Linked DNA regions of Mus musculus: regions 2, 3, 4, 5, 6 and 7 are each linked to region 1. Evidence: chromatin contacts called from public HiChIP or PLAC-seq, Micro-C and promoter capture Hi-C data. All regions are on one chromosome and are shown on one strand. Each heading gives the region's core, a stretch centred on a gene start, on an enhancer-like site or on the middle of the called end of the contact. The rest is flanking DNA. Distances are from core to core; before and after follow the strand shown.

Evidence for each region. Promoter capture Hi-C pulls out the DNA fragments that hold promoters and counts their contacts. A called contact is a pair of places that touch in the nucleus more often than the background predicts. HiChIP or PLAC-seq counts read pairs in DNA pulled down with a chosen protein or histone mark. Capture Hi-C pulls out chosen DNA fragments and counts their contacts.
Region 2: a promoter capture Hi-C map of pre-B cells shows a contact between it and region 1, with 3 times the contacts expected there. The contact joins the promoter of Lyrm1 here to the promoter of Gprc5b in region 1. A contact is called at or near these places in 1 of 39 promoter capture datasets (pre-B cells) and 1 of 115 datasets of contacts at active chromatin or transcription factors (astrocytes).
Region 3: a promoter capture Hi-C map of adipose tissue shows a contact between it and region 1, with 3 times the contacts expected there. The contact joins the promoter of Rps15a here to the promoter of Gprc5b in region 1. A contact is called at or near these places in 1 of 484 Hi-C or Micro-C datasets (muscle stem cells), 2 of 115 datasets of contacts at active chromatin or transcription factors (astrocytes and embryonic stem cells) and 2 of 9 other capture datasets (adipose tissue and liver).
Region 4: a contact with region 1 is called in an H3K27ac HiChIP or PLAC-seq map of embryonic stem cells, with 3 times the contacts expected there. The contact joins the promoter of Eri2 here to the promoter of Gprc5b in region 1. A contact is called at or near these places in 1 of 484 Hi-C or Micro-C datasets (cortical neurons) and 2 of 115 datasets of contacts at active chromatin or transcription factors (astrocytes and embryonic stem cells).
Region 5: an HNF4G HiChIP or PLAC-seq map of pancreatic cancer cells shows a contact between it and region 1. The contact joins the promoter of Acsm3 here to the promoter of Gprc5b in region 1. A contact is called at or near these places in 2 of 115 datasets of contacts at active chromatin or transcription factors (embryonic stem cells and pancreatic cancer cells) and 1 of 9 other capture datasets (pancreatic islet).
Region 6: a contact with region 1 is called in a Micro-C map of embryonic stem cells, with 4 times the contacts expected there. The contact joins the promoter of Syt17 here to the promoter of Gprc5b in region 1. A contact is called at or near these places in 1 of 39 promoter capture datasets (embryonic stem cells), 3 of 15 datasets of contacts at CTCF or cohesin (embryonic stem cells, large pre-B cells and stem cell-derived epiblast-like cells), 9 of 484 Hi-C or Micro-C datasets (embryonic stem cells and nephron progenitors), 4 of 115 datasets of contacts at active chromatin or transcription factors (embryonic stem cells and pancreatic cancer cells) and 3 of 9 other capture datasets (adipose tissue, embryonic stem cells and liver).
Region 7: a contact with region 1 is called in an H3K27ac HiChIP or PLAC-seq map of SST interneurons, with 13 times the contacts expected there. The contact joins the promoter of Acsm5 here to the promoter of Gprc5b in region 1. A contact is called at or near these places in 2 of 39 promoter capture datasets (embryonic stem cells and neural stem cells), 1 of 15 datasets of contacts at CTCF or cohesin (embryonic stem cells), 16 of 484 Hi-C or Micro-C datasets (the G1E-ER4 cell line, the Patski cell line, the STO cell line and 11 more) and 14 of 115 datasets of contacts at active chromatin or transcription factors (SST interneurons, astrocytes, differentiating embryonic stem cells and 8 more).

The regions. Positions count from the first base shown.
Region 1 is chr7:118,993,884-118,996,609 of GRCm38.p6, forward strand. It overlaps Gprc5b (G protein-coupled receptor, family C, group 5, member B), which reads right to left and starts at 1,328. Exons shown (of 4, transcript NM_022420.2): 1 at 1,157-1,328.
Region 2 is chr7:119,894,474-119,897,199 of GRCm38.p6, forward strand. Lyrm1 (LYR motif containing 1) reads left to right here and starts at 1,388. Exons shown (of 4, transcript NM_001285959.1): 1 at 1,388-1,417. Dcun1d3 (DCN1, defective in cullin neddylation 1, domain containing 3 (S. cerevisiae)) reads right to left here and starts at 1,272. Exons shown (of 3, transcript NM_001163703.1): 1 at 1,085-1,272.
Region 3 is chr7:118,114,788-118,117,513 of GRCm38.p6, forward strand. Rps15a (ribosomal protein S15A) reads right to left here and starts at 1,360. Exons shown (of 5, transcript NM_170669.2): 1 at 1,349-1,360; 2 at 322-459; 3 at 1-77. The coding sequence starts at 454.
Region 4 is chr7:119,792,711-119,795,436 of GRCm38.p6, forward strand. Eri2 (exoribonuclease 2) reads right to left here and starts at 1,348. Exons shown (of 9, transcript NM_027698.5): 1 at 1,208-1,348. The coding sequence starts at 1,230. It overlaps Rexo5 (RNA exonuclease 5), which reads left to right and starts at 1,412. Exons shown (of 20, transcript NM_001370778.1): 1 at 1,412-1,501; 2 at 1,666-1,792. The coding sequence starts at 1,670.
Region 5 is chr7:119,759,516-119,762,241 of GRCm38.p6, forward strand. Acsm3 (acyl-CoA synthetase medium-chain family member 3) reads left to right here and starts at 1,408. Exons shown (of 15, transcript NM_212442.2): 1 at 1,408-1,467.
Region 6 is chr7:118,442,159-118,444,884 of GRCm38.p6, forward strand. It overlaps Syt17 (synaptotagmin XVII), which reads right to left and starts at 1,402. Exons shown (of 8, transcript NM_138649.2): 1 at 1,188-1,402; 2 at 961-978; 3 at 190-338. The coding sequence starts at 1,190.
Region 7 is chr7:119,524,853-119,527,578 of GRCm38.p6, forward strand. Acsm5 (acyl-CoA synthetase medium-chain family member 5) reads left to right here and starts at 1,413. Exons shown (of 14, transcript NM_178758.3): 1 at 1,413-1,585. It also overlaps a transcript of Pdilt not described here.

The sequences.
Region 1 (2,726 bases), core at 78-2,577:
ACGGGGTGTGCTTAGCCTCTTCTGCATCCTCTTGTCTTTGTGGGGACCCCCGGAGCTTTCTGGACGCTGCTCAGGTGCCCCCACCCCGGCGCAGTCCGGCGGCCGATGCGGCGCGTGTGCTTGGGGGCCCCAGGCAGGGACGATGGTGCCCGCCACACTCCCGGGGCCTTTGTCCCTCTTCCAAAGAGCCGCCCCCTTGGCGAACAGAAGAAGAAGGGGGTAACTGGCTAGGCCGAGCTAGAACAGGGGGATGAACACTCTGATCTGGGGGCGTCCTCTGGAGCAAGGTCGGTGGGCCGATCCAAAACTGTTTAATCAGCTACCGCCGGCCAAGGAGGGGTGCTGGATCCTCATCTGTGCTCATCTCTCCCACCAGGTCCATGAAATGTGTGGGGTCCTTTGGGGCTTCGAGCCCCAGTCCCCTAGGAAGAGGGGACGTTGCACTGGGTAGTCCTTACCCCTAGCCTGGCTGCTTTCCTCAGAGGCCCAAGTGCCCTCGCCTGGGATAGAAATTCTTCCGCTTCACCATAAGCAGCCGCCCCTAGATTGCCAGCCCACTATTTGTCCCCCAGCTTCAGATTCCCTCCCTGTGGTGCCCACCCTCTCGCGCCTTTTTCCAAGAGTGCGTGGCCACTGCGGGCTGCAAGCTGGGTTCCCCAGACCCTGCGGCAGGTGAGATTTCAGGTCTCCAAAGGCCGGCCCCTGCCTCAGGCCATGTAGTGCTTAGTTCAGGACCAGCACCCTGGCTGTCCTCGCACCCCACCAACCGCCAGGCCCCCTGGAACCTGCAGGCGACGTCCCTCACAGGGGTCACTAGCACAGGGCCAGATTCCCCTTTATTCCCAGACGCTTGTAGTCTGTCCTCACCCCGGACCATAGTCAGAGCCTTAGTTCGTGGATTCCCCCACCAGATAAAGGTCCCCAAACCACTGCCCTCGGTCGGTCCAATGCGGCTCCTCTCCCGCCGCACTGTGGCACCCCTCACTCGAACCCCACGGCTTCTGCAGATGTACCCCAAGGAGGAGGAGGAGGGGGAGAAGGGAGAACAGAAAAAGCACGAGCCAGGATCCGCTCCGGATCTTTCCAAAATCACGGCGGGAAAAGTTTCTGGGGTCCCTACGGCGCCCTCCCCGTGCCCGCGCTGGCTGGTACTCACCGACCCTCGCGTCCCCGCAGCGCCGACGCTCCTGCTGGCCCTGGGCCCAAGTCACATCTCTGCAGCGCGCCCGCGGCCCCCGCTCCGCGCACGCCCGCCAGCCGAGCCCGCCTCACTGCATCGCCCTTCCGAGCTGCGGCCGCGCGAGGCGCCCCCTGGCCCGGCCCGCGCTGCAGCAGCCGCGGCCCCGCCTCTCCGTTAGGCCCCGCCCCAGCAAGCCCCGCCCCTGCCGGGTCTGCAGCTCTGCTCACCACCAGGACCAGAGCCACAGCTTGCTCGCATCCCCAGGCGCCTTCCTGGCTTGCTCGGAGCGCTAAGACGGCTTTCTCACCCAAAACTCCTGGTGCCCCAAATTCGAGGACATCTCCTCCTCCCTATTAAGAGTCCAGACGCACAGTTGCTCAGATTGATCTGTAGAAACATCCTCAGCCACATAGGACGCAATATTCCTACGAGGATCCTAGAGGGGCACTCCCCTCACACACCGGCAGCAGGTCTTGGACAAGGTTCTACTGCATGCGTTCTAAAGTCACCAAAGCCTCGCTGTGATGCACTTAGGAAGGTCCCCGATGAGCACATTCCCTGCCCTCTTCCACCCTGCTCCAGCCCGTCCTTTCCTCTTTAAGCACACTGAACCCAGCACCGATATCTTTGGCTATCCCAAACGTGACCATCACCGAGGTGACCTCCTCACGATGGTCCGTGTACAAGATCACCACCATCTCTTACACATCATTCACATAGGCACACACCCGCCACTCTCTTGGGCACACATACCTAGAGAGACCAGATTCTGGCTGTGCGCTGCACTGACGCTCAGGGCACAGATACCTCCAGTGACCACAGGGCAGGCATCGGACATACATGCTGGAGGAGTCTGGGACATCGCTCACCTGGCTGTCTGAGGTCAGCATCATCTAGGCTAGGCTTAGGGAGACTGCGCTTCGGCATCCCCTGCAGCGAGCTGTCAGTCTCGGGTTGTTCCTTACCTTTTCTTAGTCCCTGAAAGTCCTTTTCTCTCTTTCTTCAAGTTAGTTTTCTCCAGGGTCAGGCCACATAGAGCTTGGCTATGCGTCTCTGTGAATACACACACACACACACACACACACACACACACACACACACACACACACATATGTATATTTTAAGGACACATGTAAGGGACGTGCTCCTATGACACAGCCCTTCCCCATGTTAGCGACATTGTCCCGGCGCCAGAAACAGGGCTTGGTACACAGTAGGCGTTTGTTAAATGTTTTGCAGGACAAGGTCTTCCCAAGCTAGTACTGGTCAGACCGAAGAACTGGAACGTGGATGTGCACTGTCCCCTGGTGGTAGTTTGTGGAATTGACACCGACAGCTTTTAAACGTTTGCCTTCCTGGTCTTCAGGACCTCAACTGTGTAACCCAGACTGTTTTAATATGTGACCACTGGTGTACACCTGGAATACATTGTAAAGTTCTCCGCACAGGCATCTGGCCTTTGAAAGTTCCGTTCAGTGTTGGGTGAGAAACACCTGGCTCCATGTCCCAGAGGTCTAACTACTGCCATTTACAGAGTCAGAGCATC
Region 2 (2,726 bases), core at 138-2,637, 900 kb after region 1:
CATACAAATCGAGACAGGCATAAAAGAGCTATTGTCCAACTGTAGAAACAAAAACAGTAATATAGGGTTTTCTGTTCTCTGAAGTGCATCATGAAGTGTGGGTGGAGAGAAACACAGAAATCCAGAATTAGCCTAACATCAAATCATTTTTGGAAAGAGTTGACAACATGTAAATTCCTCACATATAAAGTATTTAGAGCGAGAGACCTTGATTCCTGGGCTATGAAGCCACTTATGATGCCTTGGAAGAGCTCTGGAATTCTAGTATTCATAAAAGAAAATGTTCATTATAATCGGGAGCCAGGCGGCGTTGTGAGGTACTCCCCAATGTGACACAGACCATAACTGAAGTACTACAAAGCTTGCAGTTAGGAGCTGGGATAGAGGCTGAACACCAAATTCAAAAGAGGTAGCTGAGGTACTAAGTGCCACAAAGGGGAGAGGGTGTCCACGACTGCCACTTAACCACAGAGAATTAAAGTATGAAACAGAGGTGTGTATGAGGGGAGATAAGAGATGGGGATGGAAAAAACAATACATTTGTCATCCCGTCCCACTTCCTAAACAGGATATAGGCAAACCCTCCAGCCCCATTACCTCAGGCACAGATGGTTATCGTTTATAGCAAAGGTGCACTGAAAGGCCTTCAGGTCTGAGCCCCTTAATTCCAGAGCTGTTAACGATTACAGAAAAGGATGGGGGTGGGGAGAAAAATCAGGGAGGGAGCTGCAGATTCACCCACCACCTCCCCCTTGGGCTCCTACCTCACGGCTCTTACCCTGGACTTTCAGCTCAGAGTCTGCAGACCCTCCCCGGGGATCTACAGCCCCAGGTCCCCAGGCCCGGGATTGAGGGGTGCTGGCGATGGACAGGCAGGGACAGTAGGTAAGTTTTCGGAGCCTTGCGCTTGACAAGCCACAGGCTCCCCTCACAGCCTCTTCTTCCAGAGGGACCAGTCCAGACAAGGCGCTGATATGCACTCCTCCCTTTCCACCACCACCCCCTTTCTCGAAGGAACCGAACCCCCGCCCCTTCATCTCTCAACGCTCCCCCCTTTTCCTCAACTCCCCCCCTCCAAACTCACAGCTGCTCCAGAGGTTCCTCCAGTCAAACCCTTTCTGGAAACGACGGCGGCCCGGCGGGTCCAAACTACCTACCATCCCCGCTTGCGTTTCCAGGCTCCCTACCCCCGCCGCCGCCGCCTTTTCTGCCACCGCGGCCGCCGCCTCCTCCTCATCTGCAGCCCACCGGCGGCGGCCGCCCCGAAGCCCCGCCCCCTCCATTGCCTCCTGCATCATCACTTCCGGTAACCCCGCCGGCCGCTGGCTCGAGGAGGGAGAGAATGGGAGAGGGGCGGGGACAGGAACGAGGAGGGTGACGTCACGACGTACGCGAGGACGTCCGAAGCCGTCTCCAAGTAAGGGCAAGGCGGGGAGCGGCGGAGGGTGGGCTAGGAGCTGGGCCAGGCCATTTTCTGACTAGAAATGGGGCAAGGGGATAACGAAAGGGTGAAAGGGAAGGCTGGAGGAGAGGGAGGTTAGCTCAGTTGTTGAGTGCGGCGGGGAGTCGGCTAAATCTGGAAGTTTCAGGAGGTTTGAGACGACCTCTAACCTGGGCCTCATGCTAACACAGCGGTCCGCCCGGTGGTTTGGCCCGGCCTGGCCTACTGGACCTGCTGGATACAGCCCGGTGTGGCCAAGGCTCGGCAGAGCTCCTGGCACCGCCTCTTCCCAGCCGGCTCCTGTGGGTGGGGAAAAGCAGGAGTGACGCTGAGTGAGTGTAAGGATGGAGACGCCGGCTCCAGTCGCGGGGGACTGGGGAAAGGGGTTGGCTTCCCAGGGCCAGGGATGAGATGCCGGTGTGGGGTTGCTAGGAGACGCGCCTGTATGACCCCAGCCTCGCGAGGGCGACTGGTGTCATCGCTGCTGGCCTCGGGAGACCTGCCTAAGGGAACTGGCACGTGGGAGAGATCCTGCCTGGGACCCTTCAGACTTTTCGATTATAAATGGAAGGCGACGGGGCAGTTGTAGGAGGCTGGAGAGGTGCTGGCCTTGAGAAAGGCCACCCAAACGATCCCGGATGTAGGAATCAGACTTCAGGTGATGATGAAGGCTAGTTTCATTACTAAGATGAGCAAATGACAAAATGAAGGAAGTCTTGTTTCTGAACTTTTCATTAATAAGTAAATGAATGCAGAGAATAGCAGCTGCCCCAGAAGCTGAATGGTGTGGTGAGAAGGCCTCTTCCAGGTTTAAGAGGAAAAGAGAATGGGAGAAGGAACTGCCTTGTGGGTAACATTTTAAACAAAAGGCAGACGAGAAAGAAGTCTTGGAGTTGCAGAAATAGCAAGGTTTTGGCCTTTGTATTACTTCCCTGAAGTGTAATGAATGACCAAACCTTAATTTACATTTAAAAAAATTGCTGCTGGATAAAAGAAGGTAGTTAAAGGGCTGTTGCTAAGGCCATGAGAGATGACAGTGGTGGAAACATGGAAATTAAGAGAATTGATTCATAATGTATTTGGGAGCTTGAGCATTCCAGACTGAATGCTGAACTGGATACGAAATGTATGGGAGAATGTGAAACCAAAGATGTTTCTCTAGAGAAAACAGTTTGGGAAGGAATCTCCTATGCTCTCTGGAACGTATGTCCAGAGTCATTTTACAGCCCATGAAGATGTCCAGAAATGAGACGGACAAGCTGGAAGACAAGTCATGGTTGGAGAT
Region 3 (2,726 bases), core at 110-2,609, 880 kb before region 1:
GTTCAACCTTCCTGTGAGGTTCACAACAATCTTCCCAGCTCTGTGATCATCAATGATCTCAAATTCACCAATGTATCCTATAAAACAAGTGACCAGCGTCAAACCAGACATCAATTTGAGACCTAAACCTTTACGCCAACACTAACTTTTTGCCTATTAGATTTTTCTCTCATCTGAGTCTCTGCATCAGAATTCTGAAAGCTCCGTATCACATAAAAATTTTTGGGAGTTAGCATCAACACACCCATTCTTTTCTTGAACGGTTACTGTCTTTCCCTCCCAGATCCAGCACTGTCAAAAACCCAAGACACCAATACTCACCGTGCTTCATCATCACGGTTAAGAACCGAACGATGACTTTAGAACATGGCCTGATGAGGACCTGGCGTTTGCCTCTCTTCTCAGCGTTGTTGATGCTCTTGAGAGCATCCGCCAGAACATTCATTCGCACCATGGTGGCTGTGGAAAGAAAAGCCGGGGTTTGCATCAACACCCAATCATGCTGTCCTACCCCCATTAGCTTTTCCTAGGTCTAAGCAACATTCCCAAGAACCAGGAAAAATTCACTACAATTTCCCGACTGTTCAGCACTGTTCTTCAGAGTCTAGCCCTCCAAGACACTCCTATTCATACCACCCACCACACAAAATAGCTGGGGAGAGAATGACACAAGCCGAGCCTCACCACACAGAAGATAGCCTTCGAAATGGTGGGACCGACCAGCTAGCCAAACTGAAAGTGGGGGTGCGGGAACTGTCATTAGGAAAAAGTTCTGGCACCGTCTGCCAAGATTTTCAAAGCCAGCAGTGTGTCAAGAGGTTAACGCGACTTAACTCATTTACAGGTAACCATTTAACACACAGACACACACACACACCCCCTTTCGGGAGAAGAGGCAGTACGTGACAGGGAGCCCAGCCAGCCTACTGAACGGCCACAACCCATAGGCTACCTCCACGGCTCCTCAGGACGCTGCCAAGGCGTATTTTACGCGCCAAGAGTAAACCACGACGTGGTTCCCTAACTCGGCAGTGAGTGGCTGAGCCTAACTCCCCGCGCCAACCCTGGCCACGGCCGCGTGGGACACTCGGGACTCCAGAGCTCCCGCAGACACCGGAGGCTGCAGGGCCCACGCGGGCCACCGTCCCCGCCGGCCCGAGCCGAGCCCGGCCTGTTGCAGTGGGCCGGCTCCCGCAAAGGGCTACCCATAGCCCCCGACCCCGGCAGACGGAGACTACGGCCCCTGCAGGGATCTATAGGCCCACGGGACTCCGAAAGCGAACACGGGGTAAAGGGATGGCACAGATACCACACGGATGAACACGGAGTTTCACAAACACTCACTCACCGGCGAGGGAAGATGGCAGAAAGAGAGTGGGCCGGGCAAACGCACGGAATTATGGGAAGCGGAAGCGCTATCGCGAGACTTCATGGTCACACACTTAAAAAAAAAAAACCCAAAACCCTGTGATTTCTTATAGGACAACCAATGCGAGGGCGGGGCCTCCTCTGGGAGGGGCAGATGAAACTAGAAATGGTGGGCTGCTAGTCGCTCTGAAACTCGCGGCAGTCCTGCCTCAGCCTCTAGGGTTTTGGCATTAACGCCACTGCGGGTTCTTGCGTTTAGTTTTGTTTGCCACAATGAAACTCACTAGGTAGCTTCGGCTGGGCTGGAACTATGAAGACCAAGCTGACTTCTAGCCTCCACCTGCCTCTGCCTCCCAGTGCTGAGATTAAACATCACAGCACTTGGCTTTTGTTATTATTGTTTTGGTTGGTTTGGCTTGAATTTGGCTTTTGGAGACCAGTAGTGGCCCAATGCTGTCCCCGGAGTCATGAAAATCTTGACTAGTAACAGGGATTACTGCCATGGTCCGCTTCTCTCGCTCTCTCTCTCTTTTTTTTTTTTTTTTTTTTTTTTGTTTGTTTTTTTGTTTTTCGAGACAGGGTTTCTCTGTATAGCCCTGGCTGTCCTGGAACTCACTGTAGACCAGGCTGGCCTCGAACTCAAAAATCCGCTTGCCTCTGCCTCCTGAGTGCTGGGATTCAAGGCGTGTGCCACCATGCCCGGCTTAAGGTCCACTTTTCTTCCTCCTCCTCCTCTTATTATGCAGCCCTGTGATCTGTCTGCTTCACTTTTGTAACTGGGGTTACACTCCTCCTCCTCCTCCTCCTCCTCCTCCTCCTCCTCCTCCTCCTCCTCCTCCTCCTCCTCCTATTATGCAGCCCTGTGATCTGTCTGCCTCACTTCTGTAACTGGGGTTACACCTCAAGTGAATCTGTTGACTCCTAGCCTGGACCATTAAGCTTCAAGCCTACAGAGGTTCGGGAAGCTTCGTTCATTGCTGTTCACACTAAGTCTGGAGAAGCATCTGCCACATAGTAGGTCCTCGACATATAGTTGAAGAAAAAACTGAATGGACAAATCAGTTTCTCCATCTCTAAAACAGGGATGATAGAACCACTCAGAGGAGCTTTTGAGAGACCACACAAATGTGGCAGTGCTCAGCAGTGTTTGGCACAAGATTTATTTCCCCCAGAGGAACAAAGGACAGGGAATGAGAGACAAAGACAGGAGATAGAAGGTGAGGGAGAGGGGAACAAGGGAGAGGGAGGGAAAGGATGTAAGTCCTGGGAACAAAGAACTGCCTCTGCATAGAGAGGAGACAGGTGTGGCCCTTGAGCAAACGACAGTTTATGAGGGTAAAGGGGGAAAAAACCTCTTG
Region 4 (2,726 bases), core at 98-2,597, 800 kb after region 1:
GCCTCAAACAACAGCTGCATACTGACTGAAGGAAAGGAGGGCTAGACTTTAAAAGTCCTAGGTCCTTGTGCGAATGGCCATCCTCTCTTGAGTTTAGTGTCCATTTTACCTGAGCGGGCTTCACAAACACTACTCTTACCTGTTCACGTTTTATAGTAGTACCGAGGAATTGACTATAAAGATGTATTTTTCAAGCCTTTGCTATGTACCAAGGGGATGATGCCTGTGCTTAAACTCTAAAAATGGAGGGGAGAAAGATTACCAGAGTACTACTGAAAGGTAATCTATGATTAAAAACAAAAACAAAAACAAAACAAACAAACCTCCCAACAGCAATACACTGCAGTCCAAAGAAGGGAAGATCCCAAATGATGACGAATACAACTTTAAGTAGACAGACACCTGGAATAGTTATTTTGGCTATTTGAAAAAGACAAGACGTGAGGCCAATGTAGGGATTTGGAATGAAAAACTAACATTTACTAGTCACTTCTTCAGCAAATATTTAATTAGGATGGTGACTTCTTTTAAACAATTCTAGGTGGTAGACATGTCTGCAACCTGTATTTTATGCAAGAGAAAAGTAAATGATTTGCCTAAAGATGGCCATAGTATGTTAACCTTTGACAGGACTTTTCACGCTTGAATCCTATGCTATTCATTAATACATCAGATAGGGGTTTTGTTTTGAATCTGGTTTTGTTGTTGTTTTGAGACAGTCTCACTATTTAGCCATCGCCTGCTTGAACATCACCATGAGGACCAGGCTGGCCTCCAACTTTCCATGCTGGTATTGTAGGTCCATTCCACTATGCCTGGTAAGTTTGATACTGTGTCCACAATCTCAACAAATGTGTACAACGCATCCAAAAATCTGTGCACAGCATATTCCCCCCCACCCCCCCCCAAAAAACCTGAGAGAGTCTGTGGTAATTCTGACAATAAAACTGGACTAGGCAGGTCACTTGGGCGCAGTGGCACCTGCCTGAGAACAGTGTGCAGAGCTGTCACGTTCCAGGTCCCAGGGGTCTAGAATGAACAGACCTGATAGAGCATGCCACGGTAGGGAGGACCCGGGGTTTCTCGGGCTCCTCCAACTTGTCGCGAATGGCGACGTGGGGCCCGAGAAGACCAGGGCCCTTTTCAGATCCAGACCAAACGACTGCGGATGAACACCGCCCACCCTAAGGGGAACCCCCTAACGTACCGCGCCAGTCTCTTGGTCGCCATCCCCGGACCCTGGGTTTCGCAGAGTTCAACGGCCGGAAGTCGGACGCCCCCACTTCCGGTCTGTTTAAACGCCGGCGCGGCAAGGGAAGCGGGCGCTTGTAGAGCGGCGGCGGCCGTCGCCAGCGGTTTGTGGGCGTTGCATAGGGGGCGGTTCGGGACCCGGGGGCGTGGACAGAGGCTTGAGGACCGGGAGCCCCTCGCTCTGCGCACGACGCGCCTCAGGGAGCGCTTTAAACTTCGCGACGGCTTAAATTGAGGAAAGGAGGCGTAGGTCTGTGGCCTTTTTTGCGAGGGCCAAGAGTGGTAAACTGGTTTGAGCCGCTTCAAGAGACAAACCAACCGTCACTCCTGTCTAGCGCTTTGCTGGAGAGAGGCCGCGACACGGTTTCCTGGTCGCCGCGGGGTCCTCAGCTCCAGCTGATCTTTCCCCTACAGCCTGATGGAGCAAGAGAAGGAGGAGGCGAACTCCAGGAAGAGGAAGGAGGCCCCGAACTCCTCGGCCTCGGCTACAGAGCGGGATGGACCTCCTTCGCATATTCAGGACCGCGAGCCACAAGCCAAGGTGAGCAGAGGAGAGAGCCCAGCAGGCTGGCCCGAAGTCACTTGTGGCTGGGAGTCACTTTCGCCAGCACCCGAAGGGTCCCTGCCGAAGGGTAAGGGCTCACCCACTGACCTCACTCAACTCTGCTCCCTTGGTTGTACCACCTCGTCCAGGCTCTCTCCATAGTTTAAAACTGACTTAGTGTCTGGTACACAGAATATTCATTTAACAAACATTTATTAAGATCCGTATAACAAAATATTTCAGGAATATCCATGCACACCTAAACAGGATTCTCTTGTTTTTATACAATATTTATGAAGAAGTAAAAATGAATGGTCATTTTGATGGGGAATTTATCCTGGGGAAATGATTAGATGGAGGAATGATACCAGTAATAAGAATGTTTGCCCTAGTATTTGTATTTTTAAATGTTTCATCGAAAAGAGAATTTTAAATATAAAATTTTCATTACATATTTAAAAATGCACTTAGCCTGAACCATTTTCTCATGTTAAAGTTGTGGTTATATAACTGACTGATAGGGAAAAATATAGATTAGGGTGGGGATGGTTAGAAAGCAGATGGATGTTTGTAAAGTCCCCTGGGTTGGAAACGGTAGTCCAGAGATTAAAAAGCTTGATCTTCGGAGGCTGCATTCCCGCTGTGGCTTTTAAACCTCTTTCTTCATTTCTTTGTTGTAAAATGGGAGTATGGTGATCCCCACTTAAAAGTTCTAAGAAATGATGTAGTACAAAGAAATTTCTCAAAACTGTGTGGCTAAGAGTCAGCAGTGTGGCTCAGTAATAGAGGACTTGCCTTGCATGTGCCCAGAATTCAGTCCCTAGAACAGAAACTCAAAAAAGTGGTTAATAGTAAATACCTAACCTTAGCTCAAGGCCATTGTATAAGTTAGGGTCTCTATTGCTGTGATAAAACACCATGACCTCATAAC
Region 5 (2,726 bases), core at 158-2,657, 770 kb after region 1:
ATGCAGAGCAGAGCGGAGCGGAGCAGAGCAGAGCAAAGCAAAGCAAAGCAAAGCAAAGCAAAGCAAAGCAAAGCAATGCAGAGCGGAGCGGAGCAGAGCAAAGCAAAGCAAAGCAAAGCAAAGCAAAGCAAAGCAAAGCAAAGCAAAGCAAAGCAAAGCAAAGCAAAGCAAAGCAAAGCAATGCAGAGCGGAGCGGAGCGGAGCAGAGCAGAGCAAAGCAAAGCAAAGCAAAGCAAAGCAATGCAGAGCGGAGCGGAGCGGAGCAGAGCAGAGCAAAGCAAAGCAATGCAGAGCGGAGCGGAGCGGAGCGGAGCGGAGCAGAGCAAAGCAAAGCAAAGCAAAGCAAAGCAATGCAGAGCAGAGCGGAGTGGAGCAGAGCAAAGAAAAACAGCATAAAGATCTGAAAGGATGAAATAAAACTCACTCTTCACACACAGTGTGACTATTTACATAGTAAATTTCCAGAAATCAAATTTGTAAAAGATCAATTTTTAAAAGGGGACCAATTCATTTTTTGTTTGCTTGCTTGCTTGCTTGTGTGACAGGCTCTTATCTATGAAAGCCATTGCTGTCCTAGAACTCACTGTGTACACCAGGCTAGCCCTAAACTCTCAGAGATCCACCTGTCTCTGCCTCCCAAGCACTGAGATTAAAAGTATGGGCCAACGTGCCCAGCTTATTAATTCCAGTATTTAAGTTGGAATTTGAGTTAAATTTGAGTTGGATTTTTATCATATACAATTGGAAGAGCCATCTGTTCACATATCACATGAAACATTTACTAGATGGCTAACATTTGTTACTAGTTAATATCTACACTGAGGATCCATCAGTAAATAAAGCAAAGTTCTTATTTTCAAAGTCGGTGTTCAGAAATGAAAAAAAAATTTTTTTAAAAAAGTTAAAAGCAGGAAAAAAATCAATGAAGATTTCTAGGTTGGGAAGAAAGGCCTGGGATAGGATATCTCACCAAATGAGGCTTTGGCCGTGGGAAGAGTTACAGGCCGGGAGCTCAAGGATCTCTAGGCTGGAACACGCCTGTGTCTTAGGCAAGCAGCGGGGCTGCTGTGACTACAGCAGAGCAGGAAGGCCGAGCGGTGAGGTCTGGGTCAGAGAAGACACCATGGCTTGTTACACTTCTCTGAATCACTGGCAAGCTGAGAAACACTGCCTCCACCTCTGAAGGGCTGAGTGAGGCATGTGTAAGCCCCGGATTCCGGTTGCTTTTCAGCAAGCCTTTCCCTCCTAGTAAAAGCACACGCACTGCCTTCCCAGCCTACTAAAACTCTGCTGTGTGTACAGATAACATTACCTGTTAAGAAGGTTAAGTAAGACAGGCCAGGGTTATGTAAACATTCACGCTCCTCCCACCAATATATCCACCAATTAAGGAAAGGCACTGCCGGCCAGTCTGACTCCTCCGTCAAACTCCGTCCACTTTGATCCACCACCAACACTAAAGCAGAGGTGAGAAGTTGGCTTTCTCTTCCATTAAGCGGGTCTACTATCACTCCAGCTGTGTGGGAAGCAGTATCTTTAGTGAGGATCCAATTTCTTTTCCTGGGTAAGACTTCCTGCAACAGTGCAGGTTTTCTTTATAAATGTTCAGCAAACAATACCAGCAACTTCAGAAAATGCTCTGTGAAGCCATGGGTGGCAGAGGGGTTTCTAAACTCAGAGTCTTTCAGCTGCCATGGGAGCACTGAGGAGGAGGTTGGGAGAGAGCACCCCCAGGACATGGCTGGCAGGGCAGCTGAGTTTTCAGCTTAGGCTTTTTGGTGAGATTTGGGTTTTAATAATGGCTTCGTATGTTTCCATGATAAAATGTTTTGGAAAAAAAAAAAAAAGCGAGTAGGAGCTTGACTGAACCCTGCTCAATGACAGATGGAAGTTCATCTTCTAACTATCCAGAAGTACACAAACTACCTCTTGAAAACGTCTTCTCTCCAGGACAAGGGATAATCTAAAGCAGTATATTGAGGGTGGGAATTAAGACAAGGTCTTTTTGTGGATGAGAACCATGGAGTTGTACTTTGCTTTGAGGCTGTGTATCTGCCGTTGTTATTTGGGCTAATCAGGGGGAAGGGCTTTGTGGAGATGTGGAAAGATGGAAGATCCCTCTGCCCTGCCGTCTATATGGACCCAAAGTTCTTATTTCAGATGAGACTTTAAGTTCTTTCAAAAGCACATCCATCCAGACAGTGGTGCCTCTCTTAGAATTTTTCTTAGCAAGATTTCATGGCTTAGTGTAAAATCTAGATTTGCCATGCAGAAGTGATCTTTTCTTTCACCTGCAAGGGATTTTACAGATAGGAAAGTGGACATTGTAAGACAAGAGCATTGTAAAAGGCAGGAACTGACTGAGCCCTTGTTGGGAAGAAAGAAATAGTATGGATTTGATGAAGGGGTGTTGACATTCCTTTTTCTATTAAAAAAATGCTTAAGATCATTTTAAGTCCCAACTGATTGATCAATTTTCTGTTCTTTTTAAAAATGTGACTTCTAAAAATGTTCATTGAGATAAGTCCTTTTTAAAAGCATATTCATTGACAATTGCATACATACCTAATGTATTTTGATCATATCACCCTTTATTTCTCTCTTCCACCTCCCTCCAGCTCCCCCCAAGCCCCTTCTTCTCCCTGAGAAGGCCCTCCCACTCCTACTCTCACATCTGTTCTGTACTCCCCGAGTTTAATGAGGGTTTTTGCATGAGCATGGGTGGG
Region 6 (2,726 bases), core at 152-2,651, 550 kb before region 1:
GCTAGCATCTCAGAAGCTTGGTGTGAGCAGGAGCCTCACCACCAGCTGGTCGCACCAGCTTGCCCACAAATGAGGGGGCATAAAGAGGCCCTTCTTGGTTATGTCCATGGAAACTCAGTGTATCCCCCACCCTGCCCACCCTCCAGGGGAGAGGCTGCTGGGAGGTAAACTCCCAAGCGGGGTACTCACAGCCATGGAGGAGTCTGGGCAGGGAAAGGCCCCAAGATCTCCACTTCATCTTCACTGGACTGGCAGCAGCTGGACTCATAGCACCTCTGACAGCAGTGTTGGCAAGTCCAGCCGCACAGCAGCACGTCAGAGATTCTAGAAAGCAAGCCCTGGGGCCATTGCGGGGGGGGGGCAGAGAGAGAGAGAGAACACCCCAAATTATAAACAGCCCATCTGGGATTGCCCCACCCATGATAAATAAATTCCCAGATAAATGAAAATTCCCAGAGCAGAATTGCTGGTAGAAGAAAAAAAAATTTTTTTTCTCTCTTATTTATGCACTGTGGCATACGGGACAGCAAACAGAAGTGGCTGCAGATACTTGGAGCAAGCCGAGCGCTTGCAGGTGTTTGCCTTGGTAGTGTATGTGTGTGCCTTTCTTGACAGGTGGGTGGTTATCACAACATAGAGAGGGCCAGACAATATGTTCTCAAACACACAATGCATAGGGTTCTCTCCTGGCAAAAGAGAAAAAGATACTTCAGGAAAAATAGCCCCAGGGACATGCAACTAAACTGGGGGAGACCGGTTGAGTTGGGACACACACGCTGTCTGTCCAGCAATGCCCCTTTTGTCAGGGTCTCCCTTTTGGTAGAAGGGAATAGAAACTGTACCCTTCTTAATACCCTGTGACTCAGTACTCAATCATGCCCCAGCCCCACACCAGACTCCAAACGGAAAGGCAAGCATTTGATTAGAATCCAGACCAAACAGATGATTGAATTAACCCACCTCGTTCAGTGGTTCCAACTGCCCTTTTAGAGAGCCACGGTGAAGCCAGGGTTGGGCGGGTGGGAGAGAGAGAGAGAGAGAGAGGGAGAGAGAGAGAGAGAGAGAGAGAGAGAGAGAGAGAGAGAGAGAGAGAGAGAGAGAGAGACCAGTTTAGCAATATTCCAGCAACTCAAAGAACAGCAAGACAAAAACAACAGAAAGCAGCCCGCGTCTTCCTTCGCACTCACCATTTTGGGGAGGGAGCTGACTTTACTACCAAGGTATGGCTATGTTTGCAGGGCTGCTGGGAGCCTCTTGGTTAACTAACAGCGAATAAACGGGAACTGTGAGCGTTTCCATTTGATGTGCACCGTGTGCTGTTATGAATCAGAGCGGGTAGATAGCTCGTCATGCTACTCAGCACACAGCCACACTTTGGGGGACTCGAAAACCTTCTCAGACTGAAATAGCCAGAAGCCAACCCAAGAGGGCCTGATTAGCTAAACTGACAGGCTGACTCCCCCGCCCCTGCCAGGGCCCTACCTTCCAATCCTGCTCCAATCCTGCTGGTAGAGAGCATCCTTCGACCACCCACAAATGGGGGAGGGGCTGGGAGGGAGCCAGGAGCTGATCCTCCCTCCCTGGTGTGGTTCCACCCCTTACCCCATCTTCTCCCCATAGGTTCCTGAGCTCTAAGCCCCCTCCTCTTCTTCCAAGAAGGACTCCTCTATGGACCCAGGATTTATTTTCTTTTGAAAAATTATAACATTTCTTCTGTGTGTCTCTCTCTGTGTGTGTGTGTGTGTGTGTGTGGGTGTGTGTGTGTGTGTGCATTCACACACATCCACGACACCATGTGGAGGTCAGAGGATGAGTCTCAGGAGACCATCCTCTAACCTCCTCCACCTGGTTCCAAGGATCAAACTTAGGTCATCAGACTTTGTGGCAAGCGCTTTTGCCAGCTAAGCCATTTTTTTTTTTTTTTTTTTTTTTTTTTTTTACAGACCCGGGATTTCATGATTTAAAAGGAAACATGGTGGTATTAACCCACTTGGCAGGTGTCAAATCCTCATGACCAGCTTAAGACAGATCCTAGACGGAAAGGGAGGTGCAGCCCAAGTCAGGGCTTTGGGGTGCACAGGGAGCCAGTAAGGAGGAGACCGTCTGGGTTTCTTCCCAGATGTTAACATCTTCTTGGCTCTTGCTCACTCCCACCCTTCCTCGTAAACAAATCAAGGCGAGCCCTCTAAGGCTGGAGATAGCCCAGTCCAGCTCAGATTTAATACTCTAGCCCTTCCCCTTGTGTTATTTTTTCCAGCTGCCTTCTGCCTCCAACATATGATCCTGGCTCCCTTTGCCCATGGGTTGCAGTTTTCTTCACAGACCTCGTATATGCTTGGTTGCTTGCTGGCTGTTCTGAGATGGGGTAACCTGTGGCTCAGGTGAGCCCAGAACTCTTCATTCTCCTGCTTTACCCTCCCAAGTTCTGAGATTATAGATATATACTGTCATTCCCGACTGGATTTTTTTTTTGTAAGTTAAAATTAAAAAAAAAAAGAGAGAGAGAGAGTTTATTTTTCCCGTGTATTTGTGTATACACATGTACACATGTGGCATACGTACATTTTCCTGTACGTAACTGTGCACACCTGTATGTGGAGAACAGGTTAGTGTCAGGTGCCTTCCTCAGTTGCTCTGCCTGATTTTTTTTTTGGACACAGGGTCTGGACCAGGACAGAATGTGGAGCTCATCAACACAAGGCTGGTTGGCCAGTGAGCCACTGAGT
Region 7 (2,726 bases), core at 163-2,662, 530 kb after region 1:
CTCTAGAAACTGCTGCAAATTCAGGCATGGGCTTATTGCCTAGGACCCAGTGAAGACACTGTGGCCAAGGCAGTCAGGGAGAAAGAAATGCTGCTCACGTGGACATGGGCCTGGTTGACCTGACGAGATCAGAGGAGGAACATGGCGTATGATTGCTACACAGCCTGTGTGACAACCCCTCATCCCCCTCTAGTGTTAAGAACAATGCTCTGAGGTCCTGTGCTGGGGTATGGGGACTTTGTCAGGTTAGATTTTATCCAAAAATACATACATACATACATACATACATACATACATACATACATACAATAAAAAAAGCAAAACACAGAAATCACTTTGAACTTATTACCCATGGAAAACCCCAACACAGTATCTGGCAGTGAAAAAATATTAAATGAATCTTCACCTTTGCTACTTGAGGACTCAACAAAGAATCACGACCTCTCCCAAATGAAGGAGTATTCTGAGTGCAGGAGTGCCAGAGTGCAGAGGATCCCAAATCTACACCCACGTGTCCTGATGTGCCTGTGTGAAGGGGAGACACACTGGGAATTAACTAAAACTACACAGCAACTAAAACTACACAGCATTAGAAAGGGGCCCGTCCTAGAGAGGGAGGAATGGTGGTCAGAGGAGGAGTGGCAAAAGACTGCTGGTGGAGACAGTTCTGGTCTGAGGGAGTCCCGGGGCTGTTCCATGTGAGACTTTAAGGTAGGATACCGTGTAGAAGGGGCATCTGGGCAGGAAGACTCAGGCATGGAGCTGCACTGTGCTGGAAACAATTACGGGGTGGGGTGGAGCACAAATTAACCTGTGGGAGCTTCGGAAGCTGGTTCTGGTGATAGCTACACTAATGGCATCCCAATGGCTGTGGATCAGGATGGTTTTTTGCTGCTGTTCTCAAAGAAGCAGCCTGCCTGCCTGCCATGCACCCATATCACAGCTTTGGCTTTAACCCTTGAGGAAGTAGGGAGCATTAGAAAGCTTTCTATTTGATCTCAACAGCTTTATTTAGGTAATATCCAGTTTTTTTTTCTTTCCAGTAAATTTATGTAATTGTCCTGCCTTGGCCCCCATCCAAGAGCCATTTTATTCGTTCAAAGAATCCTGCTCACATCCTTTGCCAAGCTATTCCTTCAGGGTCACATTTTTTATCTTTAAGCCCTGGGCAAAGGGTATTGGGGGTGCAGAAGGGGGCATTCAGGTGAAAAACAGATAGGATCTGGTTTATTGTCCTTTCTGTTAAAGCAGCATAAAGCTCTCATTTGAATTCCAGGGAGCACGTGTACTAGTGTGCCAGTCCCTAACAGGCTGACTCCAGGCCAAGGTTTATCTTGCAGGCACTGTTTGCCTGGGAAACCCTGGCAGGGAGCTGCTTTCACCAGCTCACAGTGTCCTGACCCTCTGAAACTTGAAGCTGCTGACTTCTAACCCTGTTTTCTCCAGGCTGTGCTTGGGGCTAAAGCTCCCTGTCCCAATCCTGCCTTCATCGCTTCTGGGGAAATCTTCTCAGGAGCTTTTAGGTCTGCCTTGCTGCTGCAGTGAAACGCAGATGCCTTTTGTGTACCTCAGATTTTAAAACAAGGTAACTGAGCAAGAAACCCTTCACTGGCACGTGCCACCTACCCAGAGACCTTTGGGGATTAAATCAAGGATAGGAATGGCACAATGTGACCTTAGGAAATTGTCAGGAAAGACCTGAAGGCTGTGGAGGTCAGCCATCAAGAAGGGAAGAGTCAAAGAAACGGGTGTGTGTGAGGCAGAATACAGGAGCGATGTCCGGGAGATCCGAGGCTCTAAACCCGGTGTTAGTGGCTACGAGCCAAAGGCTGAACCTAGACTTTTCTGGAAAGTGAGAGTCGGAAGTAACTGTTTCCCTTCTAAGCCGCCTCCTCTAATGAGGAAAGTAGAATTTGGGAGAGAGTTGTCACAGGGCTTCATGAAAAGCTTTTTGTGTAGTTCTTACCGTTGATCGAGCGCTTATGTTATTATACACAATAATGGGTTTCAGCGAGGCTTTTCAGACCCGGATAAAATGTGTTTTCATCCTAATCATCCTCGTTTCCACTCTTTGTCCCTTTCCATCCCCACTGATGCCCTCCTCCTCCTCCTGCTCCTCCTCCTCCTCTCCCTCCTCCTCCTCCTCCTCTCCCTCCTCCTCCTCTCCCTCTTCCTCCTTCTCAACTAGTCCCTCTCTGGCATTTTTGGTTTTTTAAGTTATTATTTCCTGAACCCAGTGAGTTTAATTAGAGTTACTTACAAAAGCATGGATAGTTTCAGGTGCATGGGCAATTTATTGATGTGAAATTGTTGTTGGGTTTTTTGTTTTTTGTTTTTGTTTTCGCAATATGCTCTGTGCACAGTCAGCCTTCAGTGGTTGTGGGAATGGGCCTTTCCTGCTGTTTAAACTATTATCATTGTCTTACTGTTACCCTGTTCTGTTATCACTAGAGGAATTTGCCCCAAGGGACTGAAACTGAAAGTGTCCCCAGGCTACAGATATCTCTGGGATCCTGTGAACATGCAGAGTCACACTCACAGGTGGGAGCCAAGGCACAGCTCTGGGGACCACTCATGCTCTAAGGTCCTATCCCCTGAACAGCAAGGCCCTAAAACAGCTCTGACCACTGGCAGCTCCTGGCACTTAAGAAACCTAGCTGTTGTGTTAGCCTCAAGTGCACACTCTGCTTGCAGTCTCGGTACAAAAGACAAGTGATATGTTGTTC